Linked DNA regions of Mus musculus: regions 2, 3, 4, 5, 6 and 7 are each linked to region 1. A link is a contact called in public HiCAR-type, HiChIP or PLAC-seq and promoter capture Hi-C data. All regions are on one chromosome and are shown on one strand. Each heading gives the region's core, a stretch centred on a gene start, on an enhancer-like site or on the middle of the called end of the contact. The rest is flanking DNA. Distances are from core to core; before and after follow the strand shown.

Evidence for each region. Promoter capture Hi-C pulls out the DNA fragments that hold promoters and counts their contacts. HiCAR-type assays count read pairs that join an accessible place to other places. HiChIP or PLAC-seq counts read pairs in DNA pulled down with a chosen protein or histone mark. Capture Hi-C pulls out chosen DNA fragments and counts their contacts.
Region 2: a HiCAR-type map of astrocytes shows a contact between it and region 1, with 4 times the contacts expected there. The contact joins the promoter of Ankrd55 here to the promoter of Plk2 in region 1. A contact is called at or near these places in 7 of 39 promoter capture datasets (3T3-L1-derived adipocytes, the C10 cell line, hippocampal neurons and 2 more), 1 of 484 Hi-C or Micro-C datasets (nephron progenitors) and 1 of 115 datasets of contacts at active chromatin or transcription factors (astrocytes).
Region 3: a contact with region 1 is called in an HNF4G HiChIP or PLAC-seq map of pancreatic cancer cells. The contact joins the enhancer-like site here to the promoter of Plk2 in region 1. A contact is called at or near these places in 1 of 15 datasets of contacts at CTCF or cohesin (embryonic stem cells), 15 of 484 Hi-C or Micro-C datasets (the AML12 cell line, B cells, the Ba/F3 cell line and 11 more), 2 of 115 datasets of contacts at active chromatin or transcription factors (pancreatic cancer cells and stem cell-derived neural progenitor cells) and 3 of 9 other capture datasets (adipose tissue, embryonic stem cells and liver).
Region 4: a promoter capture Hi-C map of pre-B cells shows a contact between it and region 1, with 5 times the contacts expected there. The contact joins the promoter of Map3k1 here to the promoter of Plk2 in region 1. A contact is called at or near these places in 3 of 39 promoter capture datasets (hippocampal neurons, liver and pre-B cells), 1 of 484 Hi-C or Micro-C datasets (embryonic stem cells) and 2 of 115 datasets of contacts at active chromatin or transcription factors (astrocytes and thymic regulatory T cells).
Region 5: a HiCAR-type map of astrocytes shows a contact between it and region 1, with 6 times the contacts expected there. The contact joins the promoter of Mier3 here to the promoter of Plk2 in region 1. A contact is called at or near these places in 5 of 39 promoter capture datasets (the C10 cell line, embryonic stem cells, liver and 1 more), 4 of 484 Hi-C or Micro-C datasets (CD4 T cells, cortical neurons, embryonic stem cells and 1 more), 10 of 115 datasets of contacts at active chromatin or transcription factors (astrocytes, cardiomyocytes, embryonic forebrain and 7 more) and 2 of 9 other capture datasets (adipose tissue and liver).
Region 6: a contact with region 1 is called in a promoter capture Hi-C map of adipose tissue, with 2.2 times the contacts expected there. The contact joins the promoter of Gpbp1 here to the promoter of Plk2 in region 1. A contact is called at or near these places in 13 of 39 promoter capture datasets (the 3T3-L1 cell line, 3T3-L1-derived adipocytes, the SN4741 cell line and 9 more), 9 of 484 Hi-C or Micro-C datasets (CD4 T cells, Sertoli cells, bone marrow-derived macrophages and 4 more), 11 of 115 datasets of contacts at active chromatin or transcription factors (astrocytes, differentiating embryonic stem cells, embryonic forebrain and 5 more) and 1 of 9 other capture datasets (adipose tissue).
Region 7: an H3K4me3 HiChIP or PLAC-seq map of pro-B cells shows a contact between it and region 1, with 10 times the contacts expected there. The contact joins the enhancer-like site here to the promoter of Plk2 in region 1. A contact is called at or near these places in 22 of 39 promoter capture datasets (the 3T3-L1 cell line, 3T3-L1-derived adipocytes, the C10 cell line and 15 more), 2 of 15 datasets of contacts at CTCF or cohesin (the NIH/3T3 cell line and large pre-B cells), 62 of 484 Hi-C or Micro-C datasets (3T3-L1-derived adipocytes, the BV-2 cell line, CD8 T cells and 40 more), 34 of 115 datasets of contacts at active chromatin or transcription factors (CD4 single positive thymocytes, SST interneurons, bone marrow-derived macrophages and 20 more) and 3 of 9 other capture datasets (adipose tissue, embryonic stem cells and pancreatic islet).

The regions. Positions count from the first base shown.
Region 1 is chr13:110,392,481-110,396,769 of GRCm38.p6, reverse strand. Plk2 (polo like kinase 2) reads right to left here and starts at 1,726. Exons shown (of 14, transcript NM_152804.2): 1 at 1,333-1,726; 2 at 648-755; 3 at 378-494; 4 at 50-179. The coding sequence starts at 1,593.
Region 2 is chr13:112,286,145-112,290,433 of GRCm38.p6, reverse strand. Ankrd55 (ankyrin repeat domain 55) reads right to left here and starts at 1,983. Exons shown (of 11, transcript NM_029898.3): 1 at 1,452-1,983. The coding sequence starts at 1,506.
Region 3 is chr13:112,251,597-112,255,885 of GRCm38.p6, reverse strand. No RefSeq gene overlaps it. Among named protein-coding and RNA genes, the nearest start is that of Ankrd55, 35 kb to the left of the region's middle. Within about 2 kb of position 1,730, at least 33 of the 459 cell types and tissues checked have an H3K27ac peak or open chromatin away from gene starts, as enhancers often do. A contact at or near this core is called in pancreatic cancer cells, where this site is marked.
Region 4 is chr13:111,807,120-111,811,408 of GRCm38.p6, reverse strand. Map3k1 (mitogen-activated protein kinase kinase kinase 1) reads left to right here and starts at 2,416. Exons shown (of 20, transcript NM_011945.3): 1 at 2,416-2,906. The coding sequence starts at 2,440. Gm15327 (a long non-coding RNA gene) reads right to left here and starts at 2,271. Exons shown (of 3, transcript XR_382912.2): 1 at 1,662-2,271; 2 at 653-742; 3 at 366-547.
Region 5 is chr13:111,684,323-111,688,611 of GRCm38.p6, reverse strand. It overlaps Mier3 (MIER family member 3), which reads right to left and starts at 2,434. Exons shown (of 13, transcript NM_172593.3): 1 at 2,258-2,434; 2 at 760-784. The coding sequence starts at 2,266.
Region 6 is chr13:111,488,210-111,492,498 of GRCm38.p6, reverse strand. It overlaps Gpbp1 (GC-rich promoter binding protein 1), which reads left to right and starts at 2,372. Exons shown (of 13, transcript NM_028487.5): 1 at 2,372-2,781; 2 at 4,129-4,289.
Region 7 is chr13:111,395,242-111,399,530 of GRCm38.p6, reverse strand. No RefSeq gene overlaps it. Among named protein-coding and RNA genes, the nearest start is that of Gpbp1, 93 kb to the left of the region's middle. Within about 2 kb of position 1,765, at least 41 of the 459 cell types and tissues checked have an H3K27ac peak or open chromatin away from gene starts, as enhancers often do. A contact at or near this core is called in CD4 single positive thymocytes, double positive thymocytes, forebrain and 5 more, where this site is marked.

The DNA of each region.
Region 1 (4,289 bases), core at 477-2,976:
CCCCACCCCCACCCCACCCCCACCCCCGTCGCTGCAGGAGAAGCCTTACCTAGCTTGAGATCCCTGTGCAAGATTTCTTGTTCGTGAAGATACTTGAGTCCTGACACAATCTGCCTGAGGTAGTATCGGACTTCTGGCTCTGTCAACACCTTTCTTGCTTTCAAGATGTGAGCCATGGACTAGGAAGAGAAGGGGAGAGAGGAGAATTTGTCAAATAAAGTTACCTAGATCGGGCATCCCTTTGCTGGACTGACGACGCAGTCTCATATGGTGGGAGACTAATTAACTGTCACGGCTAAAACCGCTGATAAAATGTAATCCAAACACCACTCCGGCTTCCTGTCGGCAAGCTCGCTGACCCAGGAGTCAACACTTACCCTTCTACTGCAGTATTCCAAGAGAATGTAAATGTTTTCTTTGTCTTCAAAGTAGTGGTAAAACTGCACGACATGCTTATGGTGCAGTAGTCTGTGAAGCTCGATTTCTTTGTCGATCTAAGGAAAAATAAAAAAAGCAAGAGAAGGCTTATTAGTCTCTCGTCGTGTCTGGAAAGGCAGTGCTTACACATGCAGAAGACATTTTTTTTCTAACAGGGTAGGGCCATCCCTGCACACAAAGAAAATACTTTAGTCGACAGTCATACCCACCTTTTCCCTCTGATGAGGTTTAGCTACTCTGCTGTGAGGAATAATTTTTGCAGCGTAGACTTTGTTGTTTGTCAGATCTGTCATTTCGTAACACTTTGCAAATCCACCCTGCGAGGAAACAAAGCCGAGATGGAATTGAGCAGGACAGAAAAAAGGAAAAAAAAAAAAAATGAAGGGCCAACGTTTAAAATAAATGAATACGTAAATGGGAACGGGAAGCAAAATTTGAGGAACAGAGGGTGGGCAGAGCAGTACAATCTGCTTTGTATAATGGTTTTTCAGGAAGGGCAGCACATTCCTAGAAACCAGTCCAGTTTTCTCGTTTCCCCTTTACAAAGAACTCTATGGAGAAGGGAGTGGAAGGGGGAAAGGGAGGAAAATGCCCTCTGAAGAAATTTGACAGGCTAGCTCCCTGGGGATCAGATAGTGAGAGCCCAAGGCCAAGGTAGAATGCCTTCAGTCCTCCTTCTTAGACTCGGGAGAAAAACAGGCTAAGGATGCAAATCCGAACCCCAGCGCTGTCGGCGCACAGAAGCCCAGGAGGGCAGGAGAGGAACCCACGTCGATCGTTCGGGGAACCAGACAGCTGAAGGAGCGAGAAGTGCGGGCGCTGGGTCCCTGCTCGCTCAGCTTGCCCGGGCAGCCCGCCCTCCCGCCCGGCAGCCTGACGTCCGCCGCTCCTCACCTTGCCCAGCACTTTGCCCCGGCAGTAGCGCTTCCCCGTCGTGGGGTCGACTATAATCCGCGAGATCTCGGGTCCCGAGTGGGAATGGTGGTGATGGTGGTGCGGGGCCGCCGGGGTCACCTGGGCTTGGGGCTGCCCATCTTCAGAAGGCTGCTGCGGTCGCTTCTTCTTTGAGTCCCCGCCGCAAGCTTTGCCCAGAGCCTGCTCGCACATCTTGGTGCCGGCGGCCGGCTGGTAGGTGATAGTCCGCAGGAGCTCCATCGTTGCCTCGCCACCCGACACTGCCTACTTGCCACCTCCGAGGCGCGGACAAGCGTCCGGGCTAGCCCTGTCCCTCGAGCACCAGTCTCTCTCCCTACTCTCTAGTCTGACGTCCTGCTTCGCTTGTGCGAGCAAGAGCGAGCAGCGAAGCTTTAAATACGCGCCGGCTGGCTGGGGCGGGGCCTCGTGACGTCACGGCGAGCGCTCCACCCACCGGCCCCGGAGTCCGCGCTGTGGATAGGTGCGGGGTGGCCGCCTGGATGTCGTGGGCTTCGACCTGGCCTGAAGGCGGCGGTACGCCAAGTGCCCCCAGTTCGTCGCGTGCCCTGACTTTGGACGTGGGAAACAGAAACCCAAGGGCGGACGCCCTGTCTGGGTCCTGGAGGAGCGGGGATGCGGGGTAGCAGCCCGGGGGAGCCGCAGGGTTGGCACCGCCCTCCTGACTGTGTGCAGCCCCACACCCTGTCATCCAGCGAGCCCCGCGGGGTGGCACCCGGAGACCCGGAGCGCTTGGGGACCTCCGCCGCCACCGCAGGCGGGAGGCTCAGTGGCCGGCCTTGCGGAACCGGGCACCAGGCAGAGCCAGAGCAGCTAGGGAACCAGGCACAATCCGGGTCGCAGATCCGGGTGACCTGCTGTGGCGTGGGAGTATCTGAGCTCCCTGCAGCCTCTTCCCATCGCCTGATAAGTGACCCCTGTCAGAGGCCAGGCTCTTAACCTTGGAGTGGAGCGAGGGCTTGACGACTGGAGAAGGTTTGGTACGCAACAAGTCTAAGCAAGATCGCCATCCTGTGGATTTTTTCAGAAAAACGATTAACGGTCTAAGTGGGCCGAGGTTCCTTAGCAACAATATGGGCTGGCTTCCACAGTAACGCTAAAAGTGTTCTGTTGCCAATTATAATTCTACAATTGAAGTCATCTATAACTTTTTGTTCCAACTAGGTGATTCAGATTGCGTGGATCTAATGTCACTAAGCAATGTCACCGCCCTGGTACACAGAGTCAATCTAAGGTCCCACAGTGGGGTATAGTGGAGAATAAAGGCGGCTGTTCAGTTTTTACAGATTTTACTGTTCAGTTGTACCATCTCAGAGACTTTCCTTCTTCCTTGTTCCAGCGCGTATGGTTCCGTATTAACCGCTGGTAGCTATTTTGAAATGCTGTATACATTTTTTTTGGGGGGGGGGGCAGGGTTTCTCTTTTCTCTGTGTAGCCCTGGCTGTCCTGGAATTCACTCTGTAGACCAGGTTGGCCTTGAACTCAGAAATCCGCCTGCCTCTGCCTCCCAAGTGCTGGGACTAAAGGTGTGCGCCACTACTGCCCGGCCCTGTCTATATCATCTTAATACAATCCTGAATGAAAAAGTCTGCCATATTAGGGGAGGGAAAATCATTTTCCTTCTACCCTTTCAAATTATCACTGTGGTTCCTCGGGCTGGGCAGATAAACTGCAGAACCACAAGTTTCTCCATTCACAACAAAAAGAGTACCCTCCAAAGTGGCTTAGAATTGAGGTTTGAATGCTATCAGAAGCCAAAACAAGAGTGTGGGAAAAGACAGGAAACAAAAGGCAGTCGGGAACAAGGGAGTAAATAGGGAAGAGTTTATGTTTTTCACTGATAAGTTTGTTACTTAGAATCGTTCTTTTTGTCTGGTTCTGGAGACTTAGAACTTGAGACTTCTTTTAATAAATGTGATTTTTTTTCTTTTTCCTTACAAAAAAGTGGTGTGCCACTTTCAGGCTTTCTGTGTCTACCTATCTTTTAATTCAATTCAAACTTATCCCGACTCAGCGGTTACATTGAGGGTGACATAGTCTAGCTACCTGTGGACCTGTTTTGAAGGGACATAGCCTAGTCTACATCTTTCCCATCTTACAGGTGAAGAAACGGGGTCCTAGACGATTTAAATAGCTATTATCAATACATTTTTCATAGAACCACGAAGTTTTGCGAACTCCATGCCCGTCCTATTGTCTCGGTTAACACAGTACGTAAGCGGTCACTTCACATTGGAGTTCTGTGTTCCAAAGATTATACAGGCCTTTAATAAAATATCAGTGCTCAGTCCTTGCCAACAGGGAAAGAGTGACATGCAGAATTCCAAATTAATAAGGGCAAATGGTTTTTCCTCCAGGCCACTATCAAGCATAGGTAAGTCCAGTCTTAGTAGTTAAGAAGACATTCAGCTCAGCTACTTCCAACACTGGGCAAAGGTGCTTCCTTAGCACTGCAGGGTAGACAGCAAGACACTCTCCCTTTCCCTGCTTTATCTCAATGCAAGCCCGGGCATGTTGTTCACAAAGGACAGGAGACTTTAACCCAAGAGTATCCCAGGTTTGAATAAGAGGGAGGCGGGGCTGGATGTGGAGAAGCAGAATTACACACACACACACACACACACACACACACACACACCCTGCTTTATTCATAAACTTGGCCATGACCTTTGCTCCCTGACCAGTGTGAGGCCATTGGACGGACCAGCTGGTTGGAGAACACCACCTTACTTTCCCAGAGAGAGTTCTGCTCTAATTAATTGTGTATGTTACAGTTAAAAGACTGAAAGAACAGTTAAGAGATTTTTTTTTTAATTTCAATTTCATATCGTACACCATTACATATTTTTCTGGGGATACGATTGTATTTTCTAGACTGTTGAACATCCCGTGTGAAATTCAGTTCTACCAAAAAGATA
Region 2 (4,289 bases), core at 734-3,233, 1.9 Mb before region 1:
ATTCTAAACCAGCACTTTAGTTATTTCCCAAGCTCACTCCAGATAGAAAGAGCCAGGCTGGCACAGATACATTTGTTTTGAAGGACTTGTTCTTCTGCAGTCAGTCCCTGCTCCCTCAGATTAGTCTCCCAAATGACCACCGTGTTTCTCTGTGATTCTGCGGCTTGGCAACACTCTTCTCTAACCAGCACAAGCAGCTTGATTCTAAGCAGAGCTCTCACTTCTGCTGATTGCCATCAGTGGAACAAAACGTACAGGGAGGAGAGGAGGTGGTGGTGGGGGAACTACAGTAAGCCCCCTTCCTGTGGTGCCTGTCTACAGACTCAGTGTGAATCAAGATGTTCTCAAGATCGATCTCTCTCTCTCTCTCTCTCTCTCTCTCTCTCTCTCTCTCTCTCTCTCTCTCTCCCTCTTTACCCCCTCTCTGAGCAAGAATTGGAGAAGACTCTATCTGCCTCAGGAATCTAAATCTATGTTATTATTTGAGAAATCCATTGAGCAAACATCATTTACCCATGCCACGAAGCCAGATCTAGAGGAGGTGACCTTGCCTTGAAGCATCGATAATTGGGAAAAAGAAAGAAGAAATGGCTATTGCTAATGAGGCTTCCGCAAGCCACCATTTCATAGTGTAGCTGAAAGAAAGAAACTAACCAAGCTCTGAGAAGCTGCAGAATCCTAGTGCGGCGAGTGGGTTAGATGCCGTACGTTTCATTAAAAGGCTCTGGGAAGGTCTGCTGTATTTAAAGTGTGGGAATTCCCCTCCATCGTACATAGAAAAAATGGTCTAATTACACAGATGACAAATACATGTGTGGAGGCACACAGCACATGCAAAGCCACACTCACACAGACTGACAGGCTGTGAGTCTGATGATGGCAATGAATCTCACAGCCTACTTGGCCCGTGGAAGGATGACTTTCTGTATGCAAATGAAGGGTAGGGGGAAAAAACCCACTCTGCCATTGCAATTAAATAATACAGTATTAAGTCACTGCACGGTCTTGAACGAGGTGTGGCATCAGCAGGACCCGTCTGTGGGTCAGGTCTCTCTTGGAGGGGAATCCACAGTGCCTCGTGATGGCTGAAGTGACGAAATATGAGATTTACGGGCTGAAAGAGGCCCGGTATGCATTCTGATATTGCTTTCTCTAACATACTTTATGACATGACATAAAGATGATACTATCTAAAGTAGCTGATATGTCTCAAACCAAAGAGTAGGACTAGGAATACATCCGCAAGACAGAAAGCCCGTAAGCTTTTTTTTTCTTTTCTTTTCCTAAAAGCTTATCAAGTCCTTACCAGGTTTGTTTTCACACACACACACACACACACACACACACACACACACACACACACACACACACACTCACACACACACACCTTTCCTCTTCTCCTTACAAACTGGAAATCTCTTCGCCATTGGAGTGGTAAAACATCGTGTTACCTTTGTGCTGATCAAACACAGAAGAGGTGCTGAAATCCATGGTAGCCTGTCTCATCGTTTACCATCAGAACGGCAAAAAAAACCCAGTCAGGGCTCTGGAGAGGAGAAAACACCATTTCACACACTGCAGCCAACGTCAGTCAGCTTCAGCATCGTTGGCGTCAGCTCCCGTTGTAGAATTAAGTGTGTGTTAGATCTGCCGGGCGCCTTCAAGGCTACCTTTGCAAAGACATAAAAAACACTCTTTCTGCAGGGGAGGAAGTGTTACTCTCAGAATCCCATTCACCATCAACACTGACGTGTGAGTATTATATACCCTTCCCCCAAGCAGACAGACAAAACATCCCAAACCCTAAAATAAGACAGCCTTCACGGGGGTGCCTGCCTTGGATCTGGGCCAGGAAAATGCTGCAGATCTCAGAGCTTCGGCTGAGGCGACTGGAAGGTCGCTTTAAACCAATAGAAACCTCAATGAGTGAGTGAGATTCACAGGGCCAGACGGAGCATGTGCAAAGCCGCCAGCGCAGACTGCGTGCTGGCTGTTTGTTCTTGGTGGAGTGAGAACTGCATTTGGGTCATGTGAGCAGAGACGGGCCATCTCAGTGGAATAGGATGTAAATATTGTAGCAGGAGGCTGCAGTCCACGTGCCCTGCTGAGTAGTTATGCACTGCTGCTGGGGGTGGGGGGATGGGGGGAGGTTCAGGCTCCCTGCAGTGACCTCCTCCTGTCAGAGAGACTTTGAGGGTGGGCAGTGAAAGGTTGAAGGTCAAGGTTCAAATATCTGTGCAGACTAAATCAAACAGCCTGCAGTCACAAGGCTGTGCCTTACTGCATTCTGCATGAAGCCTGACAAGTCACCAGCCATACTGCTTCGAGAAGCAGTCAAATAAATTCATCCTCTAGGGTTAAAAACCTGAGGGGGAAATCTTGCTCTTATTTGCATACGGTGGTACTGTCTATTGCTAGGGGAAGACATCTGTCTAGTTCGTTTGTGTTTTTACAAAATGAAGACATTTCCTTTGTGGTTTTGGCTTTATATCTATATGTGTGCACACCTGAGCGTGTATATGTCACAGGTCCATCAGGAATCTCTTTTCAGGATCACCTTCCTTGTTTTTTCCAGAGAGAGTCTCTCCCTGACACCCAGGCCTTGTCCGGGTGCCTAGGTTGGCTGGCAGGAAGCCAGGATTCTCCTATCTGTCCTCCAAGAGCCTGGGTGGTGAGTGATAGCACCTGGCTTTTTGTATGTCACTGATCATGGCAACTCCCTTTTCTTTTTAACTAACAGATATTTGATTTTAGACATAGTGCTGGAAATGTTTTCTTTTTTTCCTCTGCGTATGGCTATATTAATACTTTTTTTTTGTAGTACAGAGATTAAACCCAAACATTATATACTAGATAAGTGGTCAACTACTGAACTACACTCTTAGTCTTTACATTTGTTTTGATATAGAATGGTCTAGTCTATGTTCTGTGTTCTTTTGTAGGCAGTTCTCTTTTATCTTTTGACACATATTTTCTACTTGCCTGTCATTTATTTTTCATAAAAAAGGGCCTCACATCTCTATGACAATGCTACCACTCACTAGTAATATCACTCACTCACAAGCACTGTTATTCACCTCACAGAACCATGACTCAGCAGTACTGTTACTATGACTCAGCAGGACTGTTAGTATGACTCAGCAGGACTGTTATTATGACTCAGCAGTACTATTATTTACCCAACAATGTTATTCATCGCTATTCTTTTCCACTTGGGCTCCTTCCTTTCAAAATACTCTGCAGTATTTGATTTAAAAATACAAGCAGAGGCTGGAGAGATAACTCAGTGGATCAAGTTGTTGCTTTAGCATTTTTAGAGTCCAGGATGTGGCAGTTTGACTGTCATCTCAGTGCTGGGGAGGTGGAGACAGGATTTCAGGAGCAAGCTGGATGGCTAGACTAGCAGTGAGCTCTGGATCTGATGGAGGGACTGTGCCTTAATATATAAAGGGTGAGCAATCAAGAAAGACACTCATGTCAACTGTGGTCCCTACATGTGTATGCTGAAATGGTCACCCACACATATATATATACCACACATATATATACCCCACAAGCAAACACACACATCATGCATACAGAGGAGAAATACAACACATTGTTGACAGATGAGCTAGGTGGTGTAGGACAGCAGGACTGGGAGAAGAACAACTGCTGAAGTCAGCCTTCTGATACTCTAGCCTGTTGCCTGGAGTGTTTCCAAACCCACTGCTATATGGAACCAGGGTGGGCTCAGTGGTTTGTAGAATGACTCCTGAAAAGATATACACGCCTTAAGCCCCAGAACCCATGAACATGACCTTGATGGCAAACTGAGTCTGTTCAGCTCTAACGACATAAAGGAGCTCTCTTTGAAATGTGTCTCAGTGGTTTCTATTGTTCAGAGGAACATGCAGAGGTAAGGGGGTGGGGGAGAACATGGAACAACACAACCTCCTGTCATTTGTCACTTATGCCACCAAAGCAGGAAGAACTTAGGAACCCATTGTCTCCTAAAGCCTAGAGGGGGAGCTGGGTTCTGGCAGCACCTTGATTTTCAACTTTGGATTTCCAGACTGTGAAATAGTAAGTTTTGGTTGGTTATTGGAAGCCACCAAGTTTGTGATAATTTTCTTACAGCAGCTTCAAGAAATTAACACAGAGGACTCTCAAAATATTATCTCTCCAGTTAGTAGATTTCTGTGAAAGCATTTATCATGACCCAAACCAAAGTATGGCTGTTAGTTTGTAAGGGACTCATTCTGAAGAGAGGCAGGTAGGCAGACCGAAGACGAGGGCTTGAGTGTGTT
Region 3 (4,289 bases), core at 481-2,980, 1.9 Mb before region 1:
TGATCTGAATTTAGGAAATGGTCCTCAAGTTCTACATCTCCTGGTCAGAAAATCCGATTCTTGCTCCCCTTTCCAATAGCACCTTGGAGGCAGACCTTGTATTATTATTGGTTTTCAGTGTTGAGTCCCTTTTCACGTTTGAGAAATCTCCCAATCCATACATTTTGGAAAGAGTTTATTTCTTTTTTTTTTCTCTCTCTTTCTTTCTTTCTTCCCTTCTTTCTTTCTTTCTTTCTTTCTTTCTTTCTTTCTTTCTTTCTTCCTTCCTTCCTTCCTTCCTTCCTTCCTTTCTTTCTTTCTTTCTTTCTTCCTTTCTTCCTTTCTTCCTTTCTTCCTTTCTTCCTTTCTTCCTTTCTTCCTTTCTTTCTTTTTAAATGGGAGGTTAAAATTCATTCACTATTTGCTCATAAATTATCACTGGGAACCTCATATGAACCAGCACATTCCAGGCATTAAAGAGGCAATGGAGAACAGAAAAGGCAAGTGTCTTCCTGCCTTGGTGTGATCTAGTGATGCGGAAGACAGACTGTAAGGAAGGCAGGGCAGCAGATGGACCAGGAGGATGGTGAATGTGGAAAGTGGCAGGACTCAGCTGAGGAGAGTTAGTTTTCTAGTGAAATTGTCGAGACCAGCATACCCAGCAATTTGATCTAATGCAACCCCAGATGTTGCTCTTATCGGATGTGCCGAACACCCACAATTAGTAGACTTTAAATAAAATAGATTTCTCTCCACAGTGTGGTCATCTCAGCAACGGAAGCCCAACGGGCAAGGACTGATGTTCCCTGAGAAGAAGAAAGTCTGCCCCAGGACTGTGGCAACTCGAGTTTCAAGCTGATGATGTTCAGGCTTGCACACACACACACACACCCCTGCACACATGCACACACTGCTGTTTATGTTTCTCTGGAGGAGAACTGTGCCAGTAACAGTTTTGGATTGAGAGCTTTCTGCCAATCCAATTTGCTAACTTCAAATCTGCTCAAATGTCTCAGAGAAGGCTACTCTGACCACTCTATGGCAAAAGAATGCCAAGTGCTAAGGCTGCCGCTCACCTGGTAGGGTTTCTGCCGAGCATGTCTGAGACCCTGGATTCGATTTCCATTGGGTGGGGCTGGGGAGGATGAATCTGTAATCCCGGTACTCAGGAAGTAGAGACAGAAGGAACACAAGTTCAAAGTCACCCTTGGCTACATAATAAGTTTGAGGCCAGGCTGGGCTACATGAGACCATTGCGCGCGCGCGCGCGCGCCAGCTTTCATTCTTATTTGAAACTCCCTGCCCCTGCTCTAGTGTTTCCCACAGCCTGTCACTTTTCACATACCGTGATTACTCACTTTGTTTATTTTCCTCTCTCTTCTGGTATGCACACTTCACCATGGCAGGTGTCTTAGAACAAGTTCACTGGGAGCAGAACTAGATCTGAGCGAGGGATTTGTGCGCAGAAGGCTGACATGGAGCAGGATTGTTCCTGGGGGAACTGCAGCCAAGGGAGTCGGGGCAGCGGGGCGTGGCAGAGCGGGGAGCTGGACTGTGGTGTAGCTGCGACAGGGCCTTGGCTGACACCTAGATCCCAAGAGTTTAAGCAATGCTTCAGGGGACAGCATGAGTTCATTGAGGGAGAGGCCCAAGCTTCTGTACTTCAACATCAATCAGTCCCTGGAGGCCGGCTGTCCCAAGAAGAGACATTTCCCCAGGGACAGAGTTCCCTTTGGCCAAGACCAATTCCCAAGGCAGACTCAGTTGTGAGTCACCAGCACTCCTGTGAGCTGGGGAGAGAGTAGCTTGGCCCAGAGCAGGGGTGAGGGTAGTGTCCCTCAGGCACCAGCCAGTTTTACTCACCTATTAGTGGGTTCTTAACTCTATAGTGTGGTGGCGATCATTGAGACAATGGGCCAATGAACAAATGAACGGATGAATCTTTTCAGAATGGTTGGTAGGCTCGGACAGGTTATAGCAACTGTTTTCAGTGGGCAAATAGAGTAGCTACTGTGGAATTAGAAAACAGGCCAACGTGACCCTCAAAATAAATAGAGTCAGTTCAGGATGGTAAGTAAATGTCAAGACTTGATAAAGAATATTGTAGTAACAAGGTTGGCTAGGGCACACAATGTGCTTATGGCTCGCATCACAGGGAGTTTTGGAGTCTCCTACACGGATGCTGAGTACCATGGCTCATTTTCAGAGGCCTGAGCCAGGCCCAGGGTTAAAGAAAGCATCCTGCTAGTGCAAGCGACAACTGGTTCCAGTGACAGAACCTTTAACAAGCCTTTTCTTACATCTGTTGACTCAACCCAGACCAGTGAATTCTTTGAAAGACAGCAGGGCTGTAAATCAGCAAGCCCCGTGAAGATGCATTCCAGGGTCCCGGAGGGGGGTGGGGGGAAAGCTGCACACAAAAGCCCCTCTTCTAAGTCTTCAGGAATGCTGTGAGTGGCCTTGGAGGTCTCAGGGTTAGACTGCGGGGCTGGGAACGGAAAGCATCCAGAAGAGGGGCATGGGGAAGCAGCCTCAGGAGCAGCCAAGCATGCCTCAAAGAGTGATGAGTTTCCGGGGAGCAGAGCGGTGCCTAGTAGATGCCGAGTGCTTGGTGGGTAGGGTGAGCTGATGACTGTATCTCAGGCTCTTACTCCCTGGCTGTGTGACCTCAAGGAAGTCCATCCAAGTTGCCTAGGCCCCGCCCACACTCTCTGCAAGAAGTCTGGTTCTATCACACATGGACTCTGGGAGTGAGTGACCCTTGAAGCCCTTGAGTTTAAAAAGCATCCAAACAGATATCGGTGTCCGGAAATAGAATTGGGACCGTGCAGGAAGAAGGAGGGGAGAGAGGATGGGGGAGGGGAGGCCAAGAAGGGAAAGTGACAAACTACGGCATGACACATGCCTGTACGCAAATGCCTCAGTGCAGCCTATTAAGTTGCGCAGTTAATTGTGTTAAGCATAAAGCATTAGCAGAGGTTCTGAAGGTATGGAAAAGGAGAGGGGAAAAAAATCCTACACGGCAGCAGGAGCTTTCCAGCTCCGAGGCTAATGTGGACCCTGGTGCTGGGCAGGGCCTGCTAAGGCAAGGGAGTGGTTCCCGCATGGGTGCTACAGCCTTTGGGATTTCGAGGGGGTGTGGGGACACTTCTGTGCCCATGAATACTCAGACATGTGCCTTCCAGAGCTTTCCAAAACATACAGTTCTCCCAATGGGGTGGGCTGAAGGAGAAAAAGAAGGCAGAACTTTTGTTCCCCTGGGGCAAGCATTCCCCGAGGCTCCAAGGAAGAGGTGGGTTTTCATCAGTTGCTCGCCCACCTACACCAGTAGTTTGATGTGGTACAAGGAGTGCCAGGATCTCACTCAGAAGGTGAGAGTCAAAATGATGGCTTCCAGAGAACTTTCAAGGTCTGCAGAACCAAATTGCATGGCTCCCACCACTCCAGGTACGGACAATTGGTTTATATCACACCATCACTCCTTCTTCCCCTCCCCACACCGGCCCCTTCCTCTTTTCTTCCTTTACCTTTCCCCTTCTGGGCATGTCAGCCCAGCTAGCTGGAAGAGAACGCAAGCAAAGCCTGTAGCTTGACAGGCTGACACCCATCAAGGACCAGGGTCTCTGACAGACTTGTGGGCTGTATACTCAAACCCTCCTGTCACAGAGCAATGGCAGTTTGCCACTGATCAGTGTCACCATGGACAAATACTATTTATTCAACAAGGGTGCCAAGCATTTTCAATCTCTGACTCATTGGGAAGAGGAATTTGGAAAAATGGGGAAGGGGGGTGAGTGGGAAATGAATGGGGAAAAAAAAAAACCCAGAGAAAGCAAGAATGTCATCGTTGTGTGGAATTGTATTTTAAACTGAATTAGGCATTCCAAGCTCATATATGGTTTCTGAGTCTCTGCAGTGCAGTCACCTCAGGAAAGAGGCCTCAAAGCGTGTCATCTCTAGGGACCATCAAACCGGAAGCAAGTCCAAAACCTAAAACCTGTGTCTTCATTAGACACGGCAATATCTTGGCCAAACTTTGGGTTCAATTTGGGTTCTTGTGTTTAGACTAGTTGGAATTTAGACTCACATGACATCCAGGAACAAGAACTAGATCCCCTGCTTCTCCAATACTTTTTTTAAAAAATCCCATATCTCCACAGTAGGGCACTCAGAAGCATTTCTGCTTGGCCTGCTGGGGCCTTCCCTGCTTCTTGTGAGTTGAGTCTGACTAAGGAGAGCCTGACTCATCCTGGGAATCAAGAGGTCACATCTCACGTTGTGACATTCACTTGCTGTCCCTGCACAGAGTT
Region 4 (4,289 bases), core at 1,167-3,666, 1.4 Mb before region 1:
GACCTGGAAAGCTCTGGTAAAAGTACTTTCTGGTAAAAAGCTCCTGAAACTGCAAGTGTGTACTGGAAATCACGGCTATGTTTAAGTCTGAGCGAAGATGAAAATCATAGCTGTGGAGAAAAGAGGGGAAACGGAATCAAATTAAGGCAATGGAGAGCCTATAGCAGTCTGCCATCTGACACGTGCTTCCGCAGAAATACATCACAGTATTCAAACAGCTCCAAAGATCAAGGTGGCGTGGGGTTGGGTTGGGTGTGTGGTGAGGAGGGCCACACTTAATCATACTTATGGCTCACAAAGTTGGGGAGGGACCTACCCAGGTAACTGCATTCAAAGGAGACGTTATATTAACATAGAGAGCAGACTTCCTTAGCCAATCTGGTCCTTTTATTACTTATCTCTGAAAGAAAAACGTGTGTCCAGGTATAGGTGCATAATGACAGCAGACTATGTCCATAAAAGATGAAAGGGAATGGGATTCAAATCAGGAGAAACTACTGGGGAGAGATAGCACTTAGTCTTCATAGTCTTCATAGACTGATGTGGCCTATGGAGGCCAGAGAACTGCAGTTAGTCAATTTGTGCTTCATTTGATGCCCACCCTCATCTTCAAACAGTTCAAACACTGTACAAATAAAGAGACAAAAGTCACCTTTTGCCGGAGTTCCTTTTTTCTTTTTTCTTTTTTCTTTTTCTTTTTCTTTTTCTTTTTTACTTTGCTATTCAGGCCAAACTTCCAAACCTGGTCCAAAGATGGAAACAAAGGCTGAGGGTCCGCAGTGGCTTTTCTCACAGGTACCTAAGTACGAGTGCGCCAATTTAAAGTTTATTTTAGATCTCAGTAGAAACCAGAAAAGCTAATCCTTTTCAATTTAGGATTTGGTGGGTGTGGCAATCTAGGAAGACCTGGGAAATAACTACTGTTTGGTTTGGATGTTATGCTTGTCTACCATTAAAAGAGCATATAATTATAGCCTAAATGTAGACCTAAATCTTGAACAGACTAATCTAAACTTTCAAAACGTGTACCTTTTAATGTAACCATTGAGAACTGTAGCGTGCCAGATGTTATAGCAGTAAGTATAACACCGAGCTCAAGCTGAAGTCAGGATCCCTTTTTAAAAATCCCTTTTGCCTCACCTTGCTCTCTGGCTGACATTACACACCTAAGGAGGGCTTCATTTGATCTACTTTGGAGAGGTTAAATGAATTATTTTGAGCTAGTTCAGGCTTTTGTCTAAATGCTGGAGAGATCTTTCCTTTCTCTGTAAGATGAAAACCCTTCTTACCCCTCCCCCCACGCCTCATGTCTTAATGTTTCACAAAATAAATCTAGAAATCCTGGGTTCTGAGAGATTGTCTATTCTAGACAAAGTGGCTAGGGGAAAAAAAAGTGGCAGAGGCGGGTGAGATAGGGACGACAAGGCAGCTTTATCCCGTTGAAAAAGGGTCGAAGGGGGGAAATCCCATATACGTATACTGCTTTTCTATCTCCAGCACATTTTCTAGACTCTGGGGCAGGAGAAAGGCGAGGGACGCCGCACAGGGCAACCAGGGAGCGGCGGCGGGAGGGAGGTGGGGGACCCGGGAACCGGCCTGTCACCTGACTGCCAGGAAGAGGGACGTGCAGCTGGGAGCATCTGTTGGGGGTGGGGAGAGACCTGGTAGAAGATGGCATGATCCAGCGCTTCCTGGCATAGCGCTGGCTCCTTCCCCAGACGTGCTCTCCCGCTTTCGGTTGGAGCCTGCCTTTCCAAGACGGGGGAGTAACCTCTGGCAGAGTACCCGGGTTGGTCCCTCTGCGTAGCCGGGGGAGTGGGGGGGAGGGTGTCCCAAACCAGCAGCTTCAGAGGTGCACAAGGTAGCGCAAGAAATCTTAAGTAGTGTTATTTGTGACACGAGGGCGGGACAAGAGGTCTGCTTTCCTAAGAGAAGGCTTCGCGTCCGCCCGTCTGCGGCAGGCGACAGTCCCGGGGCGCCACCTGCGCTTCGGGCGCGGGCCGGGCCGGTGCGCGCGGGGGCCCCCCCAGCAACCGCTACTAAACGCGTGAAGTGACAGACCGTGAGTCCTCCGGCTTGCGTCCCCTTCCAGAACCAGGGACTCACGCTCGGATTACTGCTTGCTCAAGGGTGGGCGAGCTCCCGCCGAGCCGCTGCCCCGCCCGGTCTCGCACTACCTGGCGGCGGCCTGGTTGCAGCGCACAACGCCCGGCGCCCGGTTCCCCGCATTGCCCCTGCCCTCCCACCTGCGCCGCGCGCCCGCCCGCCGCTCCGCGCTCCCGGGCCCCGGCCGGGAGGCGCGGCCCCGCTCGCGCCCGCGCCCGCGCCCTCGGCAGCAGCGCGCGCCCGCCCACCCGCCCGCCGCTCCGCCCGCCCCCCGCGCTCTCCCCGCCCCCTCCCTCCCCCGCAGGCACGAGCGAATGTAGCCCGCGAGAGAAAATGGCGGCGGCGGCGGGCGATCGCGCCTCGTCGTCGGGATTCCCGGGCGCCGCGGCGGCGAGTCCCGAGGCGGGCGGCGGCGGCGGAGGAGGAGGAGCTCTCCAGGGAAGCGGCGCGCCCGCAGCGGGCGCGGCGGGGCTGCTGCGGGAGCCTGGCAGCGCGGGCCGCGAGCGCGCGGACTGGCGGCGGCGGCAGCTGCGCAAAGTGCGGAGTGTGGAGCTGGACCAGCTGCCGGAGCAGCCGCTCTTCCTCGCCGCCGCCTCGCCGCCCTGCCCATCTACTTCCCCGTCGCCGGAGCCCGCGGACGCGGCTGCAGGAGCGAGTCGCTTCCAGCCCGCGGCGGGACCGCCACCCCCGGGAGCGGCGAGTCGCTGCGGCTCCCACTCTGCCGAGCTGGCGGCCGCGCGGGACAGCGGCGCCCGGAGCCCCGCGGGGGCCGAGCCGCCCTCTGCAGCGGCCCCCTCCGGGTGAGCGGCGGGCCGGGGCCGGGCGGGCAATGAATGAAGCGAGCGGGGCGCGCTGCTCCCGGGGCTCCGCTCGTTGGGGGTGGGGGGGGAGCCCGCGTCCCCGAGCCCTGAAGGTCGGGCGGCGCCCGGGACGGCGTGGGGACGGGACGGGAACGTGCGGGAGAGTTTGTTATTGTTTGCGGACATGTGACAGGCGTGGAAGCCGCGAAGGTGCGGGGCTCCCCGGGCCGGGTCCTGAGAGCCCCCGCGGCGCGAAGTGAGTTTGGGGGGCTCGGAGCGCGAAGGTGACGGCGGTGGGTCTGCGCGCTGTGACAGCCTAGAGCCCCTCGGCCCCACGGGGACGCGCGCCCGCGGGCAGGTACCGGGCCGGGCTCCGGCGGCGCGCCCCGGGCGGCCGGGGGATTCCGGGGACTGCGGGGGGGGGGGGCGCCTGTCAAAGCGACGCAGGCGGACGCTGCGGGCTCGCGGGGCGGCCGGGTCTGCGGGGACTCCGTGGCTGCCCTCGCTGCGTGTCCTTGGGAATTCCTCCCGCACCTCGGGGGCTAGAGCGCCCGGTGCTGGGAGTTTGAATCCGGCTTTGAAGTTAGCTTTTGGCGGAATGCTGTGGGATCCAGGACCGGATGTGTCAGCCATTCAGCTTCAAAGCTGTGGGGACTGCGCCCCGCAGCCCCGCTGCGTGGCGGGGACAGGGACGGTGCGGGGCTGCCGCTTTGCTCGCAGGGGTCTTCCGGTGCACCAGAAGTAGGATGTGCGTAAGATAGTTTACACCAACGGCTCTTTGGCCTCGCCCTGTTTTGGCTACTGGAAAGTTTTCTGTTAGAGGAAATTCTTTTAAGTATATGATACTTAAAAAAAAAATCTGATGAAAATACACAAAAGCATAAAATCTTGATGGATGTGTGAAGTTGCTGGATATGTTTTCGTCATCGTCACCCTGTGGCCCCCCGTAGAATTTCTTGACGTTTACTGTGGGTGGAGAGTGTTTTATTGTGTGTCGAATCTGACAGTAGGAATCCTTGGTTTCGGTTAGTTATCTAAGTAATTTGACCCCCTTTTGTGCTCTGGATTGTTTAAAATCACGGTCCGTTTATTACTTGGAGGTCGTTTTCCCTCCTCCCAACCCCCAAGCCCAGTAGTAAAAAGTGTGTTGACCCCTGGCTGTGGCAGGATTGGGAGGAAGGTAGGCAGTAAGCAGCCCCGATGCAGCTTTTCTGTGTGTGTGCCCTGTGTGCACTTGTACACGTATCTTCCTCTAGGGTTTCCTGTTTCTGTGCAGATTAGATTAAAACTAACCAGAATAATTCTTAGGTGGCAACTCTTACTACAGATCAACTACAGATGAAAGAAAAAACAGTAACTCAAACTTTGAGGAATTAATTTTAT
Region 5 (4,289 bases), core at 1,185-3,684, 1.3 Mb before region 1:
AAGTACAATAAAGGGGTTGGAGAATTCCAGAGGCACTTTTCTGGAACAAGTGGGACAAGGCAGCTAGAGAAAGTTTGAGAACCTAAAACAGTTTAGCAGATAAGGAGAGAGAGAGAAAGACTACAACCTCCCTCCCATGTAGGCACACCCGCGCAGATTCCGTGGACTCCTTTTATTGGATCCTCAATATATTTTCTGGCTTCTGTACTAGGTAAGCTAACCATATTAATACGTCTCTGTGCAAAACCAGGAAGACACACATTGCTTTTTTCCTTTATTATTAAGGTAGCTTTACCTAACCCAATTTTCAGTTTAAATATAACAGACACTTGAGAGCCATAGTAAAGAAAAATGGAGTTAAAAGCTAATAATCCAAGTTGCCCCAAGTTCTGACAAGTTAAAAGGACAATTTATTTTTAATAAATAAAAATAAAACAAGCTGTTAATTTGTAGAAGGTTGATTTGGGATTCATTATTTCCAGCTTAGAGTCAAACAATAAAAAAAGTTATGTGAGAATAAAAGACTTTGTAATAAGGTTTCTGGGGTACTTTTTCCACCGTGCACTGAGCACAACTATTCCCTCCTCTCTAACAACGTAAAACTACATTGGAATTCTTTAAGATCCAAATGATGAAAAAATATAGCAGGGTACATTTCTGTGGTTGTACAGAGAATCCTTTTACCAGCCAATCCTATCTCCCTCTGGGACAACCCCCCCGACCCCCGACCCCCGGAAGAGGTAAGAAAATTGAACAAACCTGGGCTCGAACTTCCAAAGGAAGCCTGGGAGAGTGAGAGAGAGAAAAGAAAACTGTGAGGTTGAATCCTGTAGCAAGGAAAAGGAGGCAGCGCAGGCAACAGGGCGCAGAGGGGGCGGAGCCGAGCGCTCCCAGGCAGCTGCCAAAAAGTGCAAGACGTAGCTTCGCTCCAATCGCTCCCGGCCCCTTTCGGGCCCCCTCTTGGCTGCCTCGCCTTCCTCCCCAAGTCCCCAGTGTACAAACTCGCAGACTCCGGACGAGGGCTGGAGTTGAAACGGGCAACTCCGAGACACCGTTTAGAGCTCGGCAAGTTACAAAGCCGGGAAGCCGAAGCCAGAGCTTACCCGGCTCGCAGCATCAATCCTTCATCCCGGGCATCTCACGAGTCCCCCGACTACAGCAGCTCACCCAGCTCTCCGCTGGCCCTAGAGCAACTCCTCGAAACGCAACCCCGTCCCCTAGGAGGGTCTCACCCTCTGAGACACACACACACAGCCTGCCCTTGGAGTGCGCGGGCGCCCCAACTCCAGGGTTTGTCGACTGCCCCAAGCGTAGGCCAGCTCGACCCTGACACTGGTCCCCAACCCAACGCGGGAGCACCCTCCCGCCCCCACCTCCCCACCCCCACCCACCAGCCGCTGAGGTCGGAGGAGCCGCGACCACTGAGTCTGGGACCAGCCGGGTCCTCCCCCGGGGGAGCGGTCGGTCCCCGGCCCGCCAGCTCGGCCCTAGCACACACAGCTCGCTCCTGCCCAGCCCCGGTGCTCCCATCACGCCGCCCCCTCCCCCAGCTTGCCCGTCCCAGGGGAGCCCGGTGCCCGGCAGCCCGGGTCGCCCGGTGCCCCCCCCCCCAAGTCCGGCCCGGGGTAAAGAGACTCTCGGGCCGCTCGGCGGGCGAGGGCGTCGAGGTGTGGGTCGGTCTCTGCGCCCGGGGACGCCGCACCTCGCAGGCTTCGGGGTAGAGAGTCCCGCTCCGCTCCCGCTGGCCTCGGAGCCCCCGGTCAGGAGAGGCGGCGGGCGGCCGGATTGCCGAGGGCCGGGTCGGCTCACTCCGGCGGGGCAGTGGCGCAGCCCGCTCTCCGCGCTGCATTCCAGCCGCCGACCGAGGATCGGCCGCTCTCCACCCACCCCGATCCCGGGAGGAGGCGCCGAGCGAACGGCGGCCCGCGTCAGCCGCCCCGGCCACGGCCCGGAGGCTACCCCGGCCCGAGGCTCGCCGCCGCCGCCCTCCGCCGCCCGGCCCCGCCGCCCGGCCCGGCCGGGGTCGGAGCCGCCGCGGCCTAGTCCCGAAGGGAGACCGCTCCCGCGCCCGCTCCCGCCCCTCCGGCAGCCTCGCCGCGCCTCGCCGCCGCCCCGCGCCCCCCATCCCCCGTCGCCGCCGCGCCGCCTTCCGAGGACCCGCGGGAGGAGCCGTGGCTCTCGGGCCGGCTGCGGGGCTTCGGAGGGCCGCCCGGCTCCCGCTCCAGCACGGCCGCCGCTGCCCGGTTTCTCCGCTCACCTCCGCCATATTGGTACCTTTAGGGCGAACGAGCAGCGCCGAGCCCAGTCCCCGGATGGGGCGCCTGAGCCAATCGCAGCCGCCGCCGCCGCTGCCGCCGCCGCGGCCCGCCAGGCACCCGCCCGGAGGCAGAGGCGGCTCGGCCCCTTATAGGGCAGGCCGGCCCGCGACGCCCCCGGCCCGCTCGCACACCCACGCCGTCCGGCGCTCCCGCGGCCGCCGCTCCTGCACGCGCCCGCCCCGCGCGCCCACGGCGCTCTGCCCCGGCTGGAGTAAAGTTCCAGCTGAACTGCGGGCGAGCGCGGGGACCGGCCGGTGGGTGCGGTGGGGGGGCCGGAGGGAGGGAGGGAGGGAGGGAGGGCGAGCCCGGGGCGGGGGAGGAAGGAGGGTGGCGGGAGACTCGGAGGAGGACTCGACGGACTTTCCCGAAGTGAGAAGAGTACGCGATGGCAAGTGAGCGAGCCGCTGATGGGCAAAAGAGGAGAGAGACCCGGACAGGAAGCAGGACGGCTAGGCACCTGCAGGAATGGAATGCGCATCGGCGTTCAGTGGCTTGGAGTGAACTGTGGAAGTAGACATTTGCCAGACAGGCTCTGGAAGATGATGGCAATTCAGAAGGCAGAAAGACTGACAGACGGAGCCAGACATGATGAGCGTGCTTGCGCGACATTCATAGCCTGTACACTTTTTTTTTTTTAAAGACCAGTTCTAGGAGTTATTAATCACAAATAGTCTAGAAGATGACCCGAAGATATACACTTGATAAACCTTTTAAAAAGCAGAGTGTCAAAGACCCTGAACCAAATTGCAAAAACTGCCTCTCACACCTACCTCGGGGGTAAATAAAAACAACATTGTTTGAGATTATACATACAATAAATGTGGTCTCCTGGATAAGTGGATACATGGAAGAGAGAGAGAGACTTAGCAGATGTATCTGTTTCTGCATAGGCTTCAAGAAATAATCCTGTGTATGAAAACAGATCCATGAGAAGATAATATACAAACAGGAAGGTGTGCTAAGACCTTACAGGGGCTTAGAGTGTCCGTGAAGACCAGAGCTCTCCTCCCAGATGCCTGCCAGGAGCTTGTAATAAATATTAATGGCAAAATGAGGTTTGCACTGTAGCTTCATAAATTTAAGCATTTTTAAGATGCTAAAACTTTTCATAACTTTAAACCTTAATTACACTGTTCAGGTTTGAGCCTAGGGTCTCCAATTCCCTCACTGGATGAGGATGGAGATGGGTTATGGGAAGAAGCAACGGTTACTTTTAAAGAGGATTACCAAGGCAAAAAAAAAAAAAAAATCAACCTAAAAACACGGGTAAAAGTTATTTATTCGTGGAAATTTTACAGAAGAAAAAAGTCACTCAACTTCAAAACATCCAAAAGACATGGAAAATTACACTTCCCCTACTGTGAATGATATCACAAACTTTTGTCCAATCAAATAACTCAAAAACAGGCTTGGCACATGTTGTCCCTACCATCTTCAACGAGGCGTTCAAAGTTGTAAAAGTTAAAAAACAAAACAAAACAAAAAACCCTGTGGCTTGAAATGGAGCAGAGTGACCAGGGTTAGTGAGGGGCAGTGCGCACCCACACCCTCTGATAAAGCCAGAAAGCACTGCTCAGCAGCTCGGCTCCAGCCAGGTAGCCAACAGCCTGCCCCTTATTTACATCATAAAAAAAAAAAAGTTTCATCCTACAAATTTATCACATCCTCACAAGTGTGGCCTTAGATTCTCCTGGCCAATTCTGAGAAATATATGGCCTTGCAGTTCTCCATGAACAGAGTAGTAAGGTTTCTTCAGGTTCTCTTGACATTTTGACAGCTTTGACGAATTGTATTGTATATAAGCAAAACTTGAAAAGGTAACCAGGGAGCCTGGGCTTAAATATTAGAGGTCTCAATTTTATCAAATCCATGAGCAAAATAACAAAATTTCAGAAAGCAGTCATGATAGAAATAGCAGCAGCTGCAACTTCTGCAAGTGTCTGTTTGCCTGGTTCTTAGAAACCTCATCAA
Region 6 (4,289 bases), core at 1,123-3,622, 1.1 Mb before region 1:
GGGACCTTTGACTTCACTACAGAAAGAATTCCAGGAGAAGCCGGTGTGAAGCGGAGTTAGAGTAGACTTAGAGATTGCTTTTTAAAGCGTAGATTATTTGCTCACTCCAGTGGGTAAAACGAGGGGCTCAGTGAAAGACCACCACACCCAGGAGCAAGGCTGTGGGCTTTTCCAAGTCCGGCACATTTCATTGTCTTTACAGTATCAAAATATTTAAGATTTTGATGTGCTTTGAAGTTAAGTTTGAAAGCTTGTTACAGAACTTAAGTAAGATCACAGGGTGGTTCTCCAGGTATACTGGGCAGTTAACAGTTGAAAAGGTTAAACCAGCCAGGTGGTGCTCAACTTTAATCCCAGCACTAGGGGAGGCAGAGGAAGATCTCTTGAGTTGGATGCCAGTTTGGTCTACAGGGTGAGTTCCAGGACAGCCAAGGTTACACGGAGAAACCCTGCCTCGAACCCCTCTCCCACCAAAGTCAAACCCTAAATCACTAGGGTTGTAAGAGAAGTTAGGATGTTTTCTGTTTCTTCTTTCAAATTTCTAGAAAATATCTGGGAAAGGAGTAAGACCATATTGAAGGTTACATGTTCTTACCTATTCACAGTTCATTGCTATTTTAACATTCTTTAAATCTGAGGCGGGGTCTCATTTGTAGCCCTGACTATCCTGGAATTTTGCTATGTCCTCGAGGTTAATCTGAACTCAGAGAATGCTGGGATTATAGATGTAAGGCACGACTCCAGGATATTTTAACTTTCTTGGAATAGTTTTCTCTAAAGCAGGTGCTGTTCATCTTATTTAATGCCTGACTCTTGGTGAAAGGTACCCTTTTTCTTCTCATGTCCCCATGCATTCCCTCCTCTTCCTGTTCTGCCTAGTTTGATATCAATTCTTAGAAATAGAAACCAGGTGGTGTGTCTTTGAAGGGATAAGGAGAACTCCAGGCCAGCTTGGGTTACATAGCTGAGATCCGAGCTAAATTCAAAAGCAACCCAAGTTCTTTTTCAATATACGTTAATTTTATGGATTCAGGTCTCGTGTAGTGGAAAGAGTTTGGATTAAGACTTAAAACAGAGCTGGGCGGGGTGGGGCATGGTTGTGACCCCAGAGTTTGTAAAGCAGAGGCAAAAGGATCGGGCGTTCAAGGTTCTCTACATAGCTCTTTAGAGAAAGCAACACGAATCCTTGCCTCTCCCGTCCCCACTCGACCCATATTCAAACCCACCTAAAACAAACGGAAGTTTAAACCGGGTAGGTTGAGTAGTCAAGGTCCAGGGAGTAACTGGATCATTTCTAAAATATGAAACCAGCTTATGTAAAAAGTGAGGAAAACACATCTTAGACATTGGCACGATTGAAAAAAGCATCCTTTAGTTTTAAGCCCTTTTTCCCTTTGTACCTAGGGGGCAAGATGGGTAAAGATTGAGGTACAAATTAAGGCGAGTTTACATTCGGCGAACTTATAGGGGTAACGCACTAAACTACAAACCCTATAATGCATATAAAAAGTTTCTGGGAAATGACGCTCCGGTGATTTTCCCTCTTTAGGACGCTTCTCCCTCATTTCTTCTACTTTTTTCCTTTTAGAATTAAATCTCCAACCTTTCCAGAGTGAACCTTTGGCTATATGTAGAGAAAGTGAATACCGTAACTTTTTTTTTTTAAATAATCGTTTGTGCTATGCGGATACCCAGGACAACGCTGATGAAATAATCCATCTCCTTTGGAGTTATTAGAAATAGGAATTACTAGCGCGATGCTCTCTGGCAGCCCTTCGCACTCCGGGGGAACGGTGGCTGCAGCCGAGCCTCGCGCGCCTCCCTAACCCGGCTTCCGCGTGTTAACGTCCCGCACGCTCCGCGTGGCGCGCGACTGCGGCGCCCAATCACTCAGGCAGGGCCGGCTCCGCCCACGGAGCGCTCAGGGCCCGCGCCGAGCGGCCTGCGAGCCACGGCGGGCTTCAGGCGGAGCCGAACGAACGGCGCCCGCCGCCGGCCGTTCCGGGTTGCGCGGCGCTGCCGGGCAGACTCAGAAGCGCCGCACGCCCTGCGAGCCCGCCTGCCCGTCCGGACCGCCTGCGCTCGTCCTCTCCACCCCACCGTTCCCGAGCTCGGGGAGGGCCCGCGGCTGCACAGAGGCGCTCCTCAGGGAACGGACGGGAATTCCCCCTTCCACCGAACGTTCCGGATTGTTCACCGTCCTCACGTCAGCAGCAGGGGGTAATCCCCGGCTCCAGCTGCTCCTGACGTCACCGCGCCGAGACTCCGCCTCCCCGCCCCGCCCCCCGCCCCGCCCCCGCCCTTCCCCCGCGCCAGGCCCAGCCTCCGGGTCCTCCTCAAAGCCCCGCCCCCGGTCTAGCCCCGCCCCTTCCTCTCCCCCAGGCGCCGACGTAGAGGGCGGAGCTTCCCTGACCTGGGGCGTGAGCTGCTACTTGGGCCAGAAGGTTCTGTGGTGGAGGCCCTCCTCCTCCGGCTCCGCCCAGTGGGTTCGTTTGCACCGCGGCTTCCGCACCCTTTCTTCCTCCTCTTTTCCCCTCGCCCCGCCTCCCTCCTCTTACTTCTCAACCTCTCCGCTGCGTCCCCCCTCCCTCGCCACCTTCCACGATCTCGCGAGACTTGGCCCAGAACATTGCGGATCGGGTCGGCGCCATTTTGGGACTGAGACTGGTTGTGGGGGAGGGAAAAGCGGCAAAAGGGGATTATTCAAAGTACCGAAAACCTCCTCCCGGGATCGAGCGCAGCGGCACCCCCAGGCCAGGGGCACCTCTGGTGGGGCAGAAGGTAACACAGTCCCCTGGGCCCCGGACGGGAGTCTCGGGGACCGGGGGAGGGGTTGCCCGTGTCGGCGTTGGGGCTTGAGGGGTCGGGAGCGGCGTTGGTGGCGCGAGGCGTGAGGGTGCGGGCGGCCGGGGGGCGGCGTGAGGCGTGAGGCGCGGGGCGCCCGCCCGTCCTCCCTCCCTCCCTCCCTCCCCCCGGCCGGCGTTGACTCAGCCCGGCGGAGCGGAGGCGGCGGCGGCGGCCGTGGGGCGAGGTGGGCGGCGGGCCTCGGCGGCCGTGGTGGGGGGGGGTGGTGCTCGGCGGCGAAGGCCGGGAACGGCCGGGGCGCCCGCGGCGTCGGGCTAAGACCCCAGGCCCCGGCACGCGCGCCTTCCTGGGCCACCACCAGCAAGGCGGCCCCGGGAACCGGGGAACCGGGGGACCGGGGACTGGAGTCGCGGCGTGCGGAGCCGTGGACTTCCGCCGTGTGCTCGGCGGCGCTTCGCCCTCCCCGCCGCGCCGGGCTCCGTGGCAGTTGCGGTGGTGGTGGTGGCTGCTCGCCCAAGGCGAGCGCTCCGAAGTCGCGTCGGCTCCCGAGTCCGACGGGACCTGTTTATTTTCCCGGGGAGAGCACGGTCCTTAACGGGGTGGACGGGTCGCGTCCCGCACCTCCCACCCCTGGAGTTTTGGCCGAAACCTGTTTGCTTAATTTCAAGGGAATGGGGCCGAGCACCTGGAGCCGAGCGCTGCTCTCCCGGGCTTGGGAGTCAGCCCCCGGGCGAACCGTAGCCACTCGCCCTGCCACGCTCGCCTTGCCACGCTCCCCTCCCGCCCGCCGGCCTGCCCGCCGGCCTTCCTACTAAGCCGTAGTGGGGACAATCCAGCTGCTCCGTCCTCCGAGATTGCGTTTTGGAAGGAGCGTCACGCTCCTTTCCGCCTCTCACTCTCGGAGTCGGGTTCCCCGACGCTCCGTGGCAGCACCACCTGTCCATTTGTTTTCCTTTGGCACATGGGAGAGAATCGGGGAAGAGCACTGCTGAGACCGTGGGCCACTTTCGTAGTTTGAATATTTGCTCAAAGTTTTTAAGTTGGGCGCTTGCAACCTCCAGGGTACTACCTGCACCCAGTTCCCAGTTCAAATCGGAACTCTTCAGTGATATCGTCGCCCACAGTTTTCTAACTCCCTTCATTCAGTAGACTTCATCGAGGGCTAGGAAAAGACTTTTTCCCCAGCTCTCTTTTTACGGCTGTGTGGGAAAAATTTTTTCCCCAGAGGTTAAATTTTTTTCCAAATGGGGGTTAATTTTGATTTGAAAATAAAAACTGACTTAAGTTTTTTGTTTTTGTTTTTTCCTAATACAACTTTTACAGGTGGTTGAATTTGGCGTATGAAGATCATCATCTAGGTTTTGTTTAAAAGGCCCCGGATATTTCAAGTGGCCATTTTGGAATTACAGTTTTGTTTTTGTTTTGGGCAATTTTGCTCCAGAAGTTCATTAAAATTGACAAGAATCATCTCTGAAGTGAATTGA
Region 7 (4,289 bases), core at 516-3,015, 1.0 Mb before region 1:
CCTCCTCTGGCTGCGTCACTCACAGAAATGCTTGACAGGGACCTGGATGGCATAGTATGGTATGGTGGGAAGGGAATGGATCCACTATTCTCTACACTTGCAGATTCTTTTGCCTATCTAAGACACCTTTTGCAGCAATTGCTGCTCAATGGCTTTCTTCCCACTCCTTTCCTCTTAGTTTCAGCCCATTTGATGCTGGATGGAGGGATGGGCAGAGTGCTTACAACTTGGAAGTAGCGAACGCTAATTCACATTTCATCTCCCTGTCACTCTAACAGTCCCACCTGCTTTTCCATTCTATCTATCTATCTATCTATCTATCTATCTATCTATCTATCTATCATCTATCCATCCATCCATCCATCCATCCATCCATCCTCTATCTATCTATCTATCTATCTATCTATCTATCTATCTATCTATCTGTCTATCTATCTGTCGGTGTTGTTATAACTTGGGGTTATGACAACCATCTATGCATTGTTTCTGCATTGAGAGAGTGCAGCATTATTGAGGGCTCATAACTAGAAGCTCATGTTCTGGTGTCCTTCACTTCTGGTGTCCTTCACCGATCTCCTTGTCCTGTCAGTCTGACGCCCACTATGGATATCTTTGCTCCAGGTCTCGCTGTATTTCACTTCTGCCTGAAGTAGCTAGTATTCCTTCCTGCCATTTTCAACAATCCAGACCCACTTCAAATTTTTCCTGAGCCCTCTTCTCCTTCAGGCAAAGACTTTGTTTTGCTTCGATTTCATCTCATAGATCCCTCTAGAATACAGGGCAGTAATTTTTTTTTGGTTAGCATTCTTTTTGATCCATTACAACATAAGTTTATTGAGTCGGGCGGTGCACACTACTTTTTTATTTTCTTACTCTTATGACTGGATTGCATTTTGGACTCCAGTTCTGGGAGTGAGGATCAATTGCTTAAATGATAACAGTACATTAGCTGTTCAGGGATACTAGACTGTTTCTTGGTGGTATAACTCTTAAGAGACAGGCTGTGGGAGGAGCCCCTGGAAGTGGAGCTGATCTGGGGAGGTGGGTGGCACAGAGTACCAACATCTCACTTCTCCTCTGACAAAACCTACAACAGGGTCTCTGTACAACTTTCTGGATGGATCAGTCTTTGGTGATCATCTCCTTTGGTCTTAATCGAGGTTTGATTTTCACAGTCAGGTTCCTTTCCTTATAAATCAACTATAAGAATCACATGCTGATACTATACTTTCAAAACACACACACACACACACACACACACACACACACACACCCGACATACACACATTAACCTCCCCTGCACCGCCCTCTCCCCCCATTTTGGAGAAGTAACAAAGGACATGAAGGGTTGGGATGCTGCAGGAAGCTGAACAATGCACTGGACAGCTTCTACAATTATCCTGTCCAAATGCTAATAGTGCTGACGTCAAGAAGTGCTGACACAAAGCCTGAAACTCATGAAGGTCACACTGTGTATGGAGGGTGACCTGTGGGGGACTTCTAGTCTTTGCACACAGTGATGATTCTCTTCTTTCGGGGGGGCCTGGCAGGTCCTGAAATAGAACAACGTCCATCTACGTCACAAGCTCACAGTTGATAGAGAGATCACATCAACAGTGGTTCCTTACATAAACACCATTCTTCAAAACACAGGCTCTTCAAACAGCTGGCACTGGGGGGAGCACAGCCTCTGCCCTGCTCTGGGACCCCCAACTAGGATCTGTCATGCTAATGTAAACAGGACAAGCCTCTCCAGCCCCAGCACTGTTTACCAGGAACCTGCTAGAGTAAACAAGGCTGTTAAGCTTAACTTAGTGCGCAGCTGTAGTCACTCTGACCCCTGCATTTGCAGAGCAGCAGTAACCTTGGGGGTGAAACTGACAGATGCTGTAGTCCAGATTGGTTTAAAGAGGGGGAGGGCTTCTGAGTGCTTTCCAAGGGGATGATGGTCAACTCTCTTCCCAAGAGTTAAGAACTGACTCAAAAACAAAGAAGCCAGTCCCAGCATCCTCCCGGCTCTGAGGTGAGGCTGTCAAGGTCTGTGACAGCTGCGCACGGAAGTGTGGGAGGCTTAGGCAGCACTCTTCTTCCCACAGGTGGAAATCACACTCTTAAGTAGAAACTGGGCCAGGTTTTTGTTTGTTTGCCATTTTAGAATTTGCATTTACGGAAGAGCAAGCAAAGAGGGAAGACTCTTAGGGGACATTACAGCCCAGCCTGCAGCTCCAGAGATTGCTGTCCTGATAGGAGCAGGCACACCTTCCCCACCCCCACTCCCCACTCCCACCCTGCCTCCCCTTTTCGGTTCACACTATGCTGCAGGGCTGGCAGGGGACACAGTTTTGTTTATTCTCTGGCTAGGCTTGTTGAGTGGGAGAAAGCGCATTCTCAAATGCAGCTACTGTGGCACAGTCAAGCAGGTTCCGGTTCAGCTGTAGCTTCCGGTTATTTCCGTCTACGTTTTGCTCTGTCAACTCCTTAAAAGTTACATTAGTCCTCCATTGCAGCAGTTCAGCACCTAGACTATTAATGTCAAAAGTTCAGACCTAGGCTCCAGCACTCACAGGTTGGGTGTGCTCAGGGGGGCTGCTTGGCCTTTGTGCACCATGTTCCTTGCTAAAATGAGGGAATACTTGTACCTGCTTCAAGCGGCTGTGTGGATTTCAAATATTTAAATATTTGATTTTTAAAAGGTTTATTTATTTATATGAGTACATGCTAGCTGCCATCAGACACACCAGAAGAGAGCTTCGGATCCCATTACAGATGGCTGTGAGCCACCATGTGGTTGCTGGGAATTGAACTCAGGACCCCTGGAAGGAGCAGTCAGTGCTTTTAACCTCTGAGCCATCTCACCAGCTACCGGATTTTAATGGCTTAATACCCGCAAAGGACATATGGGACAGTTTCAGGTGGATGCTGGGTATTTTATTTGCCAATAAACACCTGCCGCCTTAAGTGGGAAGCTTAGCCTTCATGAATTGGGTTGTAAATGTAGCAGCTTTTGCTATAGGGAGCAGGTACCCGAAAGCCAGTGTGCGTGTGTCAAAGCCCCAGTGTTCCAGAGCTGATTTTCACCCTCAGTTACAAAGGATTTTGTCCTTTTAAGGCCTGACCTTTTTGAGGGCCCCATGTGTCCCAGAAAAAGTGTCCACTGGCTTTTCTTAGGCTACCCCTGAGCTGACCACAAGCTTTTCCTTCTATTGGAGTAGGTATGATTTTTGGGATAGTGAGTCCAAATTGGGTCAAATCAGAATTTTCTGGAGCAGAGAGCTGGCACGTCTGAAGAAAAGCCCTGTAGTTCGGCGGTTCTCAACCTTTAATATATTTCTCATGTTGTGGTGACCTCATAACCACAAAATTATTTTCACTGCTACTTTATAACTGTAATTTTGTTACTGTTATGCATCATATAATGTGTTTCCCCGATGGTCTTAGGCTTCTCCTGTGAGAGGGTCTGTCAAGTCCTAAGAGGTCACAACCCACAGGCTGAGAACCTGTGGTGTAGTTTCCCTGATTTTAAACTGAATTGAAGTGATTCTGGTGGGAGCTGAAAAGAGCCTGGATTCATCCAGGGTTAGAATGGCATGGGAGTTGGGGGTGGGGGGTGGGGTGGGGGGGTGAGGGGGTGAGGGGAGGTGGACGGGATCAGGAGTTGGAAGGGGTTAGGAGGTGAGCTCGCTTTTCCACCCTTTGGCTTGTGGAATCCTCCTTCAGAGGCTCAGACAGAGGAATGGATCCTCTCTCTGGAACCTGGCTGAAGAGATCTACCAACACTGGCTGCTTACCTCTAATCGAGTGAGGTTTGTGTGTTTGTGTGTGTGCATGCTGCACAGTGTGCGGATGGAAAGGGAAATGTGGTCATAGGCCATGCCCGTGGGGAGGGCAGTATATGGATACAAATGTGGATTTCAAGGTGATAGCCCGGGGGGTCAATAGCAATGGGTAGAAAACCACCAGAATCCAGAAGAGAGACAGGACCGATTCACAAAGTCTCAGAAGGAATTAACCTTGCTAAGACCTTGGTCTTAGCCCTTTAGTCTCAAAAGTGTGAGGCTACCTTCCTGCTCTTTAAGCCACCCAGTCTAGGGTGCTTTGTTATAGCAAGCCTAGCTAAGCAACACCCATGGGAATGTTGGAACTTTCTGGAAACAGGTAGAAGCTTCTTCTCGGGCAGGCTGATTGGCCCTGACTACCCACACCGTCCTATTGTCATTGCCAATCACGTTTTATTCTGTGACCTGTGGTCTCACTCAGCCCTAGATCTCCTGTATTTCTCCAGTGGAACA